Regions from separate parts of the Mus musculus genome. Here region 1 is linked to region 2. Evidence: chromatin contacts called from public promoter capture Hi-C data. All regions are on one chromosome and are shown on one strand. The core of a region is the stretch at or near the end of the contact, and the rest is flanking DNA. Distances in the headings are between cores, read along the strand shown.

Evidence for each region. Promoter capture Hi-C pulls out the DNA fragments that hold promoters and counts their contacts.
Region 1: a promoter capture Hi-C map of pre-B cells shows a contact between it and region 2, with 4 times the contacts expected there. The contact joins the promoter of Aars2 here to the promoter of Ppp1r11 in region 2. A contact is called at or near these places in 2 of 39 promoter capture datasets (liver and pre-B cells) and 2 of 9 other capture datasets (adipose tissue and liver).

Annotation. Positions count from the first base shown.
Region 1 is chr17:45,505,018-45,511,099 of GRCm38.p6, forward strand. It overlaps Aars2 (alanyl-tRNA synthetase 2, mitochondrial), which reads left to right and starts at 1,824. Exons shown (of 22, transcript NM_198608.2): 1 at 1,824-2,064; 2 at 2,502-2,693; 3 at 3,464-3,609; 4 at 3,848-4,015; 5 at 4,379-4,523. The coding sequence starts at 1,837.
Region 2 is chr17:36,948,328-36,953,837 of GRCm38.p6, forward strand. It overlaps Ppp1r11 (protein phosphatase 1, regulatory inhibitor subunit 11), which reads right to left and starts at 3,465. Exons shown (of 3, transcript NM_029632.3): 1 at 3,096-3,465; 2 at 1,550-1,658; 3 at 28-1,227. The coding sequence starts at 3,179. The coding sequence ends at 1,025.

The DNA.
Region 1 (6,082 bases), core at 574-3,073, 8.6 Mb after region 2:
GCTGGGCTACCCTTCCCCCAACTACCCTTCCCTATATAACCCAGCCATTTCTGTACCCAGTCCTTTTGCTTCTTCTTCTCCTTCTCCTTCTCCTCCTCCTCCTCCTCCTCCTCCTCCTCCTTCTTCTTCTTCTTCCTGACAGGGTCTCTGAGTAGGCCTGGCTGTCTTGCACTCTGTAGTTCAGGCTGCCTTCAAATTCACAGAGAGCCACCTGCCTCTCCTTCCCAAGTGCTGGGCGTAAGTGTGAAAGCCACTATGTGCTGCTTTTGAGTTAGTCTAAAGTACAGATTCGCTACTATAACACAAGGGCAGAGGATCTCCTTCTCCTCTAGCTGGGAAAACGGGCTCATCGCAGTTAGTTAAAGAATTTCAGTGTTTTCTCAAGGTCACCAATCTCAAAAATCCCCATCTGGCTTCAGGTTTCTGTTCCAAACACCCTGGAGGAAACCAAAAGAGGCAGAACAACACCTTTAACCTACATGGAAAAGAGAAGGCAGAGGATCACGGGATAGATATACAGGCTTGTCAGAATTCACTATTGCTATAGAAACTCAAGTCCAAAATAGACTATGTATTCCCCGAAAAGAAGCTGTGCTTCAAAAGTTCAAAAGACCCAAATAACACACAAAGACTGGTGGCCAAAAGAGCCCCCTGGGTGGCCAAGGCTGTCCTTCTGACCACAAAGACCTCAGTTCTGTAACCTCTAGTGCAGTGGCTCTCAACCTTCCTAATGCTTCAACCCTTTAAAACAGTTCCTCATGTTGTGATGGCCCCTAACCATAGAATTATTTCATTGCTACTTCATAACTGTAATTTTGCTATTGTTACAAATCGTAATGTAAATGAATGATATGCAACCCTATGTGGTTGCAACCCACAGGGTGAGAACCACTGCTCTGTTGGGTCTTAAACTTGGCAAATCCCTTTCTCTTCCTAGATCTGCTAACTTTCCCAGACTAAAGGTCAAGCAAGGTCATCATGAGAAGTCCTTGAGCTGTCTAGCTGCACCCACAAGGTCTGTTACCATAGAAAGGAAGTCAAGGGGACTGGGCCTGCCAGGACAGGTATCTCTTTTCTCTCAGCAAAATTCAAAGCCTCAGGGCCCTGGGAGGCTCATGGAAAGCCATCGCCACAGCTCTCAGCCAACAGCTTTGTCCTGACCTGTCGACCTGGATTCTCTCATCCCCAAGCAAATTAAAAGACCAAATGTCATTAAGCAATTAATAATGGAGCAGATGCAGTCTGGCTTCTGTGTCTCCACCAGACTCCTGCTCCAAAGAACCTGCTTCAGTCCCTAAGGACAAAGTGGCTCTGCAAACCGAGGGCAGAAGAGGACCTGGCAAGGTCTTAGAGCAGTGCCTGGCACTTACGCAGGGTTCTTGACCACCTCTTGAATACTCACGATCCCTTGGCACTCTTCAGCCTGGATCAGCACAAACCACACGGTCCACGCACCGAATTGCACCCACACCTGTTCCTTTGCAACTCCACAAAATCAATAGCACAACAACCATTACTGCCAGAATACAGATTTTGGAAGCAGAGGCATTGTGTTAATATTGCTACTAACGTTCAAAATACAGCCTAGCATGTAATGATCTTTTTATAATTATCTGTTCAATCCTGGATGAATTAAGGGCCTACTCTATGCAAAGTTACGGTATGCTGAGCCGCTCGCCAGGGGAAGAAGTCCCCTTCTTGGGGAAACACTTTCACTAGAAGCTGAGACTTGCCCCCCCCCCAAGTCTTCCACCCGCCAGGGGCCGCTGTAGGAAACACTAGGCGTCCTTTCGAACGTCACTCTTTGACCCCGCGAAGCCGTTGCCCGGAGCTAAGATGGCGGTGGCGTTGGCTGCCGCAGCCGGTAAGCTGCGGCGAGCCATTGGGAGGTCGTGCCCATGGCAGCCTTTCTCAACCGAGCCCGGTCCACCCCACGGAGCGGCCGTGCGGGACGCCTTCCTGAGCTTCTTCCGAGATCGCCACGGCCACCGGCTCGTGCCCTCCGCTACCGTGAGGCCGCGCGGCGACCCCAGCCTGCTTTTCGTCAATGCAGGCATGAACCAGGTAGGGGCGGGGCCACACCGATCGGGGGCGGAGCTCGGGAGTCAGCCTGAGAAAAGCGCTTCAGGATTGGACCAAAAAAGTGAGGGGCGGAACTCTGAGTGGAAGAGAGGCTGGGTAAAATGGGGTGGGGGCCTGGTTAGGTCTTGGGGAATTAGCTTGGAAACTTGTGGGGAGAAATTAAGTTTATTATCTCTGGATAGCAGCTGTGAAGTCCTGAGGGGCAGGCTCTGAGTGGAAGACTATTTAAATAAATAAAATTCATCCATTGAGTAGACATTTATTGCACTCCTGCTAGGTGCTTGGTAATATTCTTGAAGCTTTGATTCTGTCCAACCACTTCCCTTATCTGTAAATTTTACTACTTTTTACTAGGCAGAGTCTCTTGTTTAAGTTCATTTACCTCTTCTCTACCCTTCCTGACTTTTATGTGCTTCTAGTTCAAGCCCATCTTCCTGGGCACAGTGGATCCACGAAGTGAGATGGCAGGCTTCCGACGTGTAGTTAATAGCCAGAAGTGTGTCAGGGCTGGAGGACGCCATAACGACCTGGAGGATGTGGGGCGTGATCTCTCTCATCATACGTTTTTCGAGATGCTTGGCAACTGGGCTTTCGGGGGTGAATATTTTAAGGTGAGTTTCCAGGGAGCTCTAGAGTTAAAGTCTTTGAACCCTGAGTGCTGGATGTTGTGACCAAGAGCTAAACACAGTGTGTTATAGGGGAGACAGAAAGATGACTGGGTTGGTAAAGTGCTTGTGGATTCCCCAGAACTCGAATTTAAAGTGCGGGCTAACGGTGTGTGCCTATGATGCTGGAATGGCCAGATGGGAGATGGAAACAGATCCCTGAAGAAGTTCACAGACAAGCTAGTCTGGCCAACATCAAAGTCCCAAGCTAATGAGAGACCCTGTTTTAAACAAAAATTAGCTCCTAAGTACAGTCACCCATAGTTGTCCTTTGACTTTCACAAGCACATGTCCACATGTTACAGGTGTGTACACCACACATACACGGGCACGGGCACACACATACACACACGACATCCAATAGGAAAGAATATGCCTCACTTCGCTGATTGAAGGAAGGGGTTGTCTCCTGCTTAATGGCTATTTAAAAGTTAGCTGAGCAGATAGCCAGGCAGCTGTATTGAGATTGTCATTGGACATGAAGTCCCCAGGTCAGGGTGTGTGGGTTGAGAGGCTTAAGGAGAAGATAGAATTCATCTGGGTCTGGAAAGAAGGTAGGCTTGTAAGAATGGGGACAGGAAAAACTCAAGGCAGAAATGGACATGGCTTGATCTGAAACTAGGGTGGGTAGTGGGAATGGTTTTTGTCTTGGCCTCATGATCTTGGGTGGCCCCAATGTCACATCTCTCCACCCCCCGTGGTGGTTTTGCCTACAGGAGGAAGCTTGTAGCATGGCCTGGGAACTTCTGACTCAAGTCTACGGGATCCCTGAGGACAGGTTGTGGGTCTCCTACTTCAGTGGTGACTCCCAGACAGGACTGGACCCAGACCTGGAGACCAGAGACATCTGGCTAAGCTTGGGGTAAGTCAGGCCCCTTCTTCTGTCCCTCACTGGCAATGGGAAGAGTGGAAAGCAGACAGTCAGTACAAACCCTCATGAGTTCGGTATGTGCCAGCGTCCTGTATGTCACTCAGCCCTAGGACCCTTCTTCCTGAGCTGGACTTGGGTGAGAGGTTGTCATAGCAGGAGGCAGGGAGGGAGAGGTTGCCAGCTTCTGAACATGCCAGTCTCCCACCACTTATATGGCTCTCTCCCCCAGAGTGCCTGCCAGCCGTGTGCTCTCCTTCGGACCACAAGAGAACTTCTGGGAGATGGGAGACACTGGGCCTTGTGGGCCTTGTACTGAGATCCACTATGACCTGGCTGGGGGCGTGGGAAGCCCCCAGCTGGTAGAGCTTTGGAATCTGGTCTTCATGCAACACTACAGGTAATGGTGGCCATGGCTACCATTAGTTGTTGGCTTAATTTAAATGTTTTTTAAAAAGAAAAACTGATCTAATTTTCGTCCTTGTCCATGACAGCCTGGACTAGTTAGTTACTGATGCTCTCTGGCCTCCTGTCATACAGTGGAGTTAAGCTTGGGGATTCCTATGGTTTTCTTCTAGCGTATCTTGCTTGGCAGGTCTCTCTAAAGACAAAGACTCTGTCTTAGCGGGCATGTCTAGGTCCATCTGCCCTCAGGTCCCTGCTACTCTCACGCCGTGGGTTATCAGGTTTCTGCTGAACTCGAGCACCTGCCTCAGACCTGCCAGACTCAGTTGGCCTCACCTTTCGCACTTTTCCTGGCCAGAGAGGCAGATGGAAGCCTGCAGCTGCTGCCGCAGCGACATGTAGACACAGGAATGGGCCTGGAAAGGCTGGTGGCCGTCCTGCAAGGCAAACGTTCCACCTACGACACCGACCTCTTCTCTCCACTGCTCGACGCCATACACCAGGTAAGCTCCCTTCTGCCTCAACTCCATTGTTTTGTTAGTTTTCCAGGTGTGTGTGTGTGTCCGGTATTGGCATTATAAGCATATGCCACTGTGCCAGCAATTGTACGTGGGTTGCAGAGGTCAACGTTGGGTCCTGGTGCTTATGAGGTAAACACTCTACTAGCCGAGCCATCTCCCCAGCCCCTCCTCCCCTGGTATTGTTGAAAACTTAAGAGTATTCCCAACATGTGGTAGACGGTACAGACCAAGGACCCCAGGGTATCAAGTATACTGCTGCCTGATGCCCCTCACTCTTCCCCACATCCATTCAAAATGTGCATGTGTCCCTTATGAAAGGTTCTGGGCTTGGGGCTTAAGTGGACACTGAGGCAGATCGTCTATTTGGGTAAAAGAGTTATTAAAAGATTTATTAACTTCACAGTCAGGAGCATGGCAGGACTCTGAAGAGAGTTCAGACCCCAACACCATTCTCCAAGGCTGAGTGAAGGTCCTTTCTTTTTTTTCTTTTCTTTTTTTTTTTTTTTTTAAAGATTCATTTATTTATTATATGTAAGTACACTGTAGCTGTCTTCAGACACTCCAGAAGAGGGCATCAGATTTCGTTACGGATGGTTGTGAGCCACCATGTGGTTGCTGGGATTTGAACTCAGGACTTTGGAAGAGCAGTCAGCACTCTTAACCACTGAGCCATCTCACCAGCCCGTGAGGGTCCTTTCTTAAGAGGTCTTAGAGGAAGGCAAAGGCCTTCATCCCACATAGTTGATAAGTAGTCCACAGCATAGTCCTGTATCCCAGAGGAGGAATATGCTTGTCAGAGAATGTCGGGACATGATGAAAAAGGCACATCTGCTTGAATGCATCCACTGTACTGTTAGCCCTCTAGTGTCCTGAGCCTGTGGACCGACTCGGGGAATTAAGAGTAACAGCTGCCACTCTCCTGGCATCTAGGCACATGAGGAGTCTAGTGTGTTAGGGGAGATAGAATAGGGCTTTTGGTAGAGGGCCTGCCATTTTCTTTAAGGTGGCAATACGAAAGAGGTTGCTGCAGGTGGGTGTGGTTTAACTAGCTTCCCTCATCCAAAACCTTTATGCTTGGTACAGAGGCTCAAATAGAAAAGATATGGAGATATCTGTGTGTGTGTGTGTATGTGTGTGTGTGTGTGTGTGTGTGTGTGCATCTGTCTGTCTATCTGTCTATGTCACGTGTATGTGTCTGTGTGTATATCTATCTGTCTGTATGTCTGTCTGTGAGCATGTAAGTGTCATGTGTGTCTCTGTGTGTGTCTGTGTATACCCACAGAGACCAGAAGAAGGCATCAGACCACCTGCAGCTGGAGTCACAGGTGGTTGTGAGCCACCCAGTGTGGGTGCTAGGAACCAAACTCAGGCCCTCTGGAAAAGCAGCAAGCACTCTTCATCTCTCCGGCTCCTACCTAATGTGTTGCTTTTAACGGCACTGTTTGAAAAGTCTTTACAAACACAAGTTCTATCTCTAGGTAGCTTCAGTTTTATCAATTGTCCTGAAGTTTCTTGGCTCTCAGCCAACAGGAAGTGTAAAT
Region 2 (5,510 bases), core at 2,215-4,714:
ATAAATGGGCCTGTATTTAACACACTGTGCAATGTTGGGTTATTTATTTTGTGCATCTGTGGCAATAAATGAGATCTAAGTGGTGCCATGGGTTTTGCTGATTTCTGTACTGTGCACAGCCAGAGGCCTGGAGGGCAGTACCCAGATCCTAGCACCAGCCGGGGAGGGCTGAGAGAGCAAGACACCTGGGTTGGCAGACACCAAAGCCTAGGCAGGAAAGGGTAGGAGCATACTGCAGGGGCCTGTCCCCTCATCTCTTTGCTTTCTCCCTCTTTCCTTTTAGGGACCCAGGCCCCTAGGACACCAATGCTGAAGCTCAAAGATTAAAGGCTGAGAAAATCATTGGCTCTAAGTCAGTGGTCTCAGCCAGCTTTGTCAGAAATGTTATATTCAGGACATGGCTATTTTTTTTTTTTTTTTGGTTCCACTTTCCATTAGGTGTGAATGACAAAGACCTCTCCTAACTCCTTTGGAGAGCCATAAGGGGTAAGAGGAGCAGAAGGGCCAGGGAACCCTATAGTCTCCACACAACCTTACATCCCACAGGCAAGAACTAAGATTTAGGAAAACTGCATCAGTAGAAGAACCATAAGCCAGGATTAATACGCAGAACTGGGGTGCAAGATTGCCTGGCATCTGATTGGAGCCCTGGCAGTGAAAGCTGGGACCGTTGAAAACCCAGTTGAAGTGCTTGGGACTCAAGCTGAGGGTGCAGGTGGCCAAGATACTGGATCCCAGGACAGGTAGTTTGGCAGTGAGAACAAAAGGGATAGACTGGGACCAAGATGCCTGGATCCCAGGCATGGGAGCAAACTGTAGGGAAGCAGGGGCTGGGAGAACCCAGAAGCCTGGGTTCTGGAACAGCAGCAAGTCAGAATTCCAGGATCTGTATCCACCCTCCTCTTCCTCTTCTCTATCACTCAGGAGACGGAAGAAGGGGGCAGGAGAACGGAGGCAATGGGTGGAGTCCCCATGTCAGATGGATATATTTGGGGCAGGCAGACACATGAATGGTGAGAGGGATTTAGTGCTGCATAGGTCCTGGAGGGGGCTTAGAGGGATCAGGAGGCTGTGGAGGAGTGGTTGGGGTGGGTGCTGGGGTTGTAGGACGCCGTCCTTTGCGGTGACCCCGTACACAGTGCTTATGACTACAGCCTTCTTCTTCATCCTCATCACTCTCGGTGGAGCTCTCGCCAAAGGCCCGAGGCTTCTCATAAATACAGCAGCCTGAATGGAGAGAGAGAAAGCCAGCTAAGAAGGATGAAGAGCAGTGTTCAGTCAGTTTCATTTCCACCAGATCTGTGTGAAAACCTCTCCCTACTTTTCTGGAATCCAGCTGCCTTAGCCTCTTCCCCCAGGAATTCAAGAGAGAGTCGGAAAAACCTGACTCCCATTCTGCCATGGCTTGCCCCCGCCCCCACCCCTAACTCCAGGCAGTTGGTACCGCATAGTTTTATTCCCACCTATTTTTCTTTCCAACCAAGAACTCGATAGAGCTATAAAGCAACAGTGAGATGGTGGCCAGGGACACTGGGCCACCCACACTCACATTTCGACGAGCGTCGCCCCATATGCTCATTGTCCACAGTGTCACTGGACCACTCCACCTTCTTCTCTGGCTTGCGTTTCCGAAGTTTCATAGTTAGGCTCTGATTCTCCTGAAAAGTTAAAAGAGGTGTGGGCCCATCTGACTCACTTCCTCTTGATTTTTCCTGTTTCCTATGGAACCTCCTTTTTTCTCTTCCCTGGCTCAGTCAGTAACACACATCATGCCCCTGGAGAGGCAGGACAGCCTGTTTGTGGAGAGTATGAATCCCTGTTCTTGATAACCAATAGTATGCAAAGAAGGCAATTCTTAAACTAGGGAAGGTGCCAGCAAATTGGCAAACTAAGATACAACCAACGCTATCACCCTTGGTGGCATTAATATATGAATGTTATTTTCTCCCTTTCCTGTGACTGGCCTTTGATCTCACTTTCTTCTTCACACCTCTTATTCATGTTCTAAAGAGACTGAGGTATGTAATCTCAGCACTTGGGAGACTGAAATGGCCTCTGCAACATGGTATAGCTATTTTCTCAGAAAAAAATAAAATAAAATAAAGCAGGGATGGGGAGACATCTCTGTTGGTAAAGCTCTTTTGGTGCAAGCATGAAGACCTGAGTTTGATCCCTTGTATCCACGGGAACAAAAACAACAACAAAAAGTCAAATGTGGTGGTGGTGGTGGTGCAAAAAGGCAGATCTCTTGCTAGCCAGACTAGCCTATTTGGCCAGCTCCAGGCACAATGACTCTGTATCATAAGTAAATAAATAAATAAATAAATATAGACCATGTCTCAGACATCTGAGGTTAACTTCAGGCCTACACACACACACACACACACACACATATCAAAATAAAACAAATATCCAAAACCCTCCTTCTACAAAAAAGCCTTCATTCTTTCTTCTCTCATCTTCAAGCCCAGGGCTCCCTAATCCTATCCACTTATTCTTTAACATTCTGGCATCTCTGGTAATAACTGCTAAACTACTAATCTCCTTCAACCCAGACATTGTCAAACCCAACGCATCTTTCTCCCTTTGAAAGCAATTTGTTTTTGCAAAAGTTGTTTGCTCATTTGCTTCTCTCCTCCCTGATCTGCCAAAACACACTTCACCTTATTTTCTTGTTTCCTCATTTCCTCCGCTTTAACACGCACCCATTCCATGACTATCTATTGGTAAGCACTATTGGTAAGTACTCGTTCTGTACATTTGCCTCCAAAACCACGCCTTCTCAAATGGCGTTTCACTTCCTCCCAGTACCTTTCTGGCTCCTTAACCCAGTTTCCGTTTATTACGTACATAGACCACCACCCCAAGCCTTAACACCTATACTCTAATTGTAACTACGGATTAAACAATCCTTGACCAGTCACTTGAACCATTTGAGCGGCTCCAAGCATCTCTATTTAGTTCCTTGCGATTTTCCCAATAAGAGTAAACCCCACATGATGTCCCAGATCCCAAACCCACCAACTTTCCAAACCCCCCTCCCCCTCCCAGTGCCTCCCAGACCCCTAAATAGACCCCCTGCCCGCCTTTCTCACTGGCTCGGTTGTCTCGGTAACCGTTGTCTCAGTAACCGTTGTCTCAGTGACGGTCTCACTTATCCCGGCCCCTGTCTCCGCCATGGCTAAAGCGAAAAGCGAGAAAGCGGGATGAGACACCCTTTCCTTTTTCTGAGCCTCAGAGATCTAAGAGAACCGGTACAAGACTCGGAGTAGAGGCCAGGATGCTCTAGCTTCTTAATCTCCCCTACTCCTCCACGGCCTCTGCTTCCCCACCCCTGGGGAAAACCTGTCCAACCCCACTTCCGGCCTTTCACTTCCGGTTGTGACGCATCCTGCAGAACACAGTTTCCCTTCCCCACCACCGCCTGGGTCAAAGCAGGCGTCGCCAGAATAGTTCCGCCGTAATGCAATAGTGCGCAGACGCTGAGGTTGGCAGAAGTGATGTCATAGTGGGGGGGGTGGGGCTAGGCAAGGCTTAAGTTCATTGGCTGGTCAACTCGAGGCCGTTGTGCTGAAAGGATGAGGTCTGTGTGCCTAGAATCCTTACCCTATCTGCTGTATCCATAAGCTTAGGTGAAAAAATTAGGTGGGACAGGGAGCTATCTCCAAATTCCTTTTTATCATTCTGTCAAGGAGCGGTTTTCCAGGAGCAGGAAATACACTGGGTTCTAGCCGTCTCCCTGTTTGTTGATATCCCAGTGAAGGTACACTAAACCTGAAATTTTTTGACTGTAGTAGGCCCTAAGATTAAAGCCTGAAACACCTAGATTACCATTTAGCTCCCAGTTTGAGGAATGCAAAGGTTAGATGCAGGGGGCAGAGTAACAAATCCAAATTCATCTGGTTAAATTTTGTTAAATCTCTCCACTATCCATCCAAAAATACCAGTTTTTGTTTCCTTACAATGAGAAACTAGATTTAGATAAGATATATGTATAATACATATAAGTGCATCTTTTTTGTATTGTCCTTGTAATGGTTTTCATTTAGGCTTACTATGCTCGAGAGTCCAAACGGGGGGAGGGGGCTCTAATTTGTAAGCTCCTAGCTTGTACAAACTGTCGTGGCAGCCCGCCTACCTCTTTTAACCAGACATTGAAGGTTTTTTTTTGTTTGTTTGTTTGTTTGTTTGTTTGTTTTGTTTTGTTTTCCCAAATAGGGTTTCTTTGTGTAGCCTTGGCCCTTTTGGAACTCTCTCTGTAGACCAGACTGGCCTCAAATTCAGAAACTTACCTGCTTATGCCTCCTCCAGTGTTGGGATCAAAGGCCACCACCACCACCCAACAAAGAATTATTTTATTATTATTATTATTCACTTTACACCCTGTTCACTGCCCCTCTCCCAGGTACTCCCTCCCACAATCCTTCCCCCATCCCCATCCCCTTCTCTGAGTTGGGTGGGATCCCCCTGGCTATCCCCACACCCTGACACTTCAAATCTCAGCGACACTAGGTGCTTCCTCTCCCACTGAGGCTAGACAAGGCAGCCCAGCTAGAAGAACCTGTCCCATGTACAAGCAACAGCTTTTGGGATTGTCCCTGATCCAGTTGTTTGGGACCCGCATGACAACCAAGTTGCACATCTGCTACATATGTGAGGGGAGGACTAGGTCCAGCCCATGTATGCTCTTTGCTTGGTAGTTCAGATTCTGAGAGTCCTAAGGGTTAGTTGACTCATTTGGTCTTCCTATGATGTTCTTATTCCCTTTGGGACTTGAAATCCTTCTTTCTATTCTTCTATAAGAGTCCCCAAGCTCCTTCCAGTGTTTGGCTATGGGTATCTGTATCTTGAGTGAGCAGCTGGGTGGAGCCTCTCAGAGGACAAGAAGCATGGTATGTACTCATTATAAGTGGATATTATCCACAAAATACAGGTACCACAGTACACTCCATGGCCCAAGTGAGGACTCTTGAATCTCATTTCGAAGGGGGAATAGTCATAAGTCAGATGGAGGAAGGGAACTGGGAAGGTGGGGCAATGGGGAAAGGAATAGGGTGGAGTCAGGATCCAGTGTGGGGAAGGACAGGAAGAGTTGGCTAGATGGCCATGAAAATGAATGGAAATCTGCAACTAGCAGGGGTGAGGGGTTGGGGGAGAACTTCCCAGGATGAGGCAGAGACCTGGGATAGAGGAGGCACCCAAGAGTCAGTGGAGGTGACCTTAGCCGTGATTCACACATCAGGGACATGGAATCTGAAGAACCTACCTCTGTAGTCAGGCAGGACCTCAGTGGATCAAGACACACCAATCCACCCACAAAACTTTGAACCTGATATTTGTTCTGTCTATAAGAAAGGCAGGCACAGGGGATGGAGCAGAGGCTAAGGGATGGCCAACCAATAACCCTGTCCAACTTGAGACCCATCCCATGGGCAGGCACCAGTCCCGGACACTATTAATGATACTCTGTTATACTTGCAGAAAAAAAAAAAATTAAATTGACTGCTCTT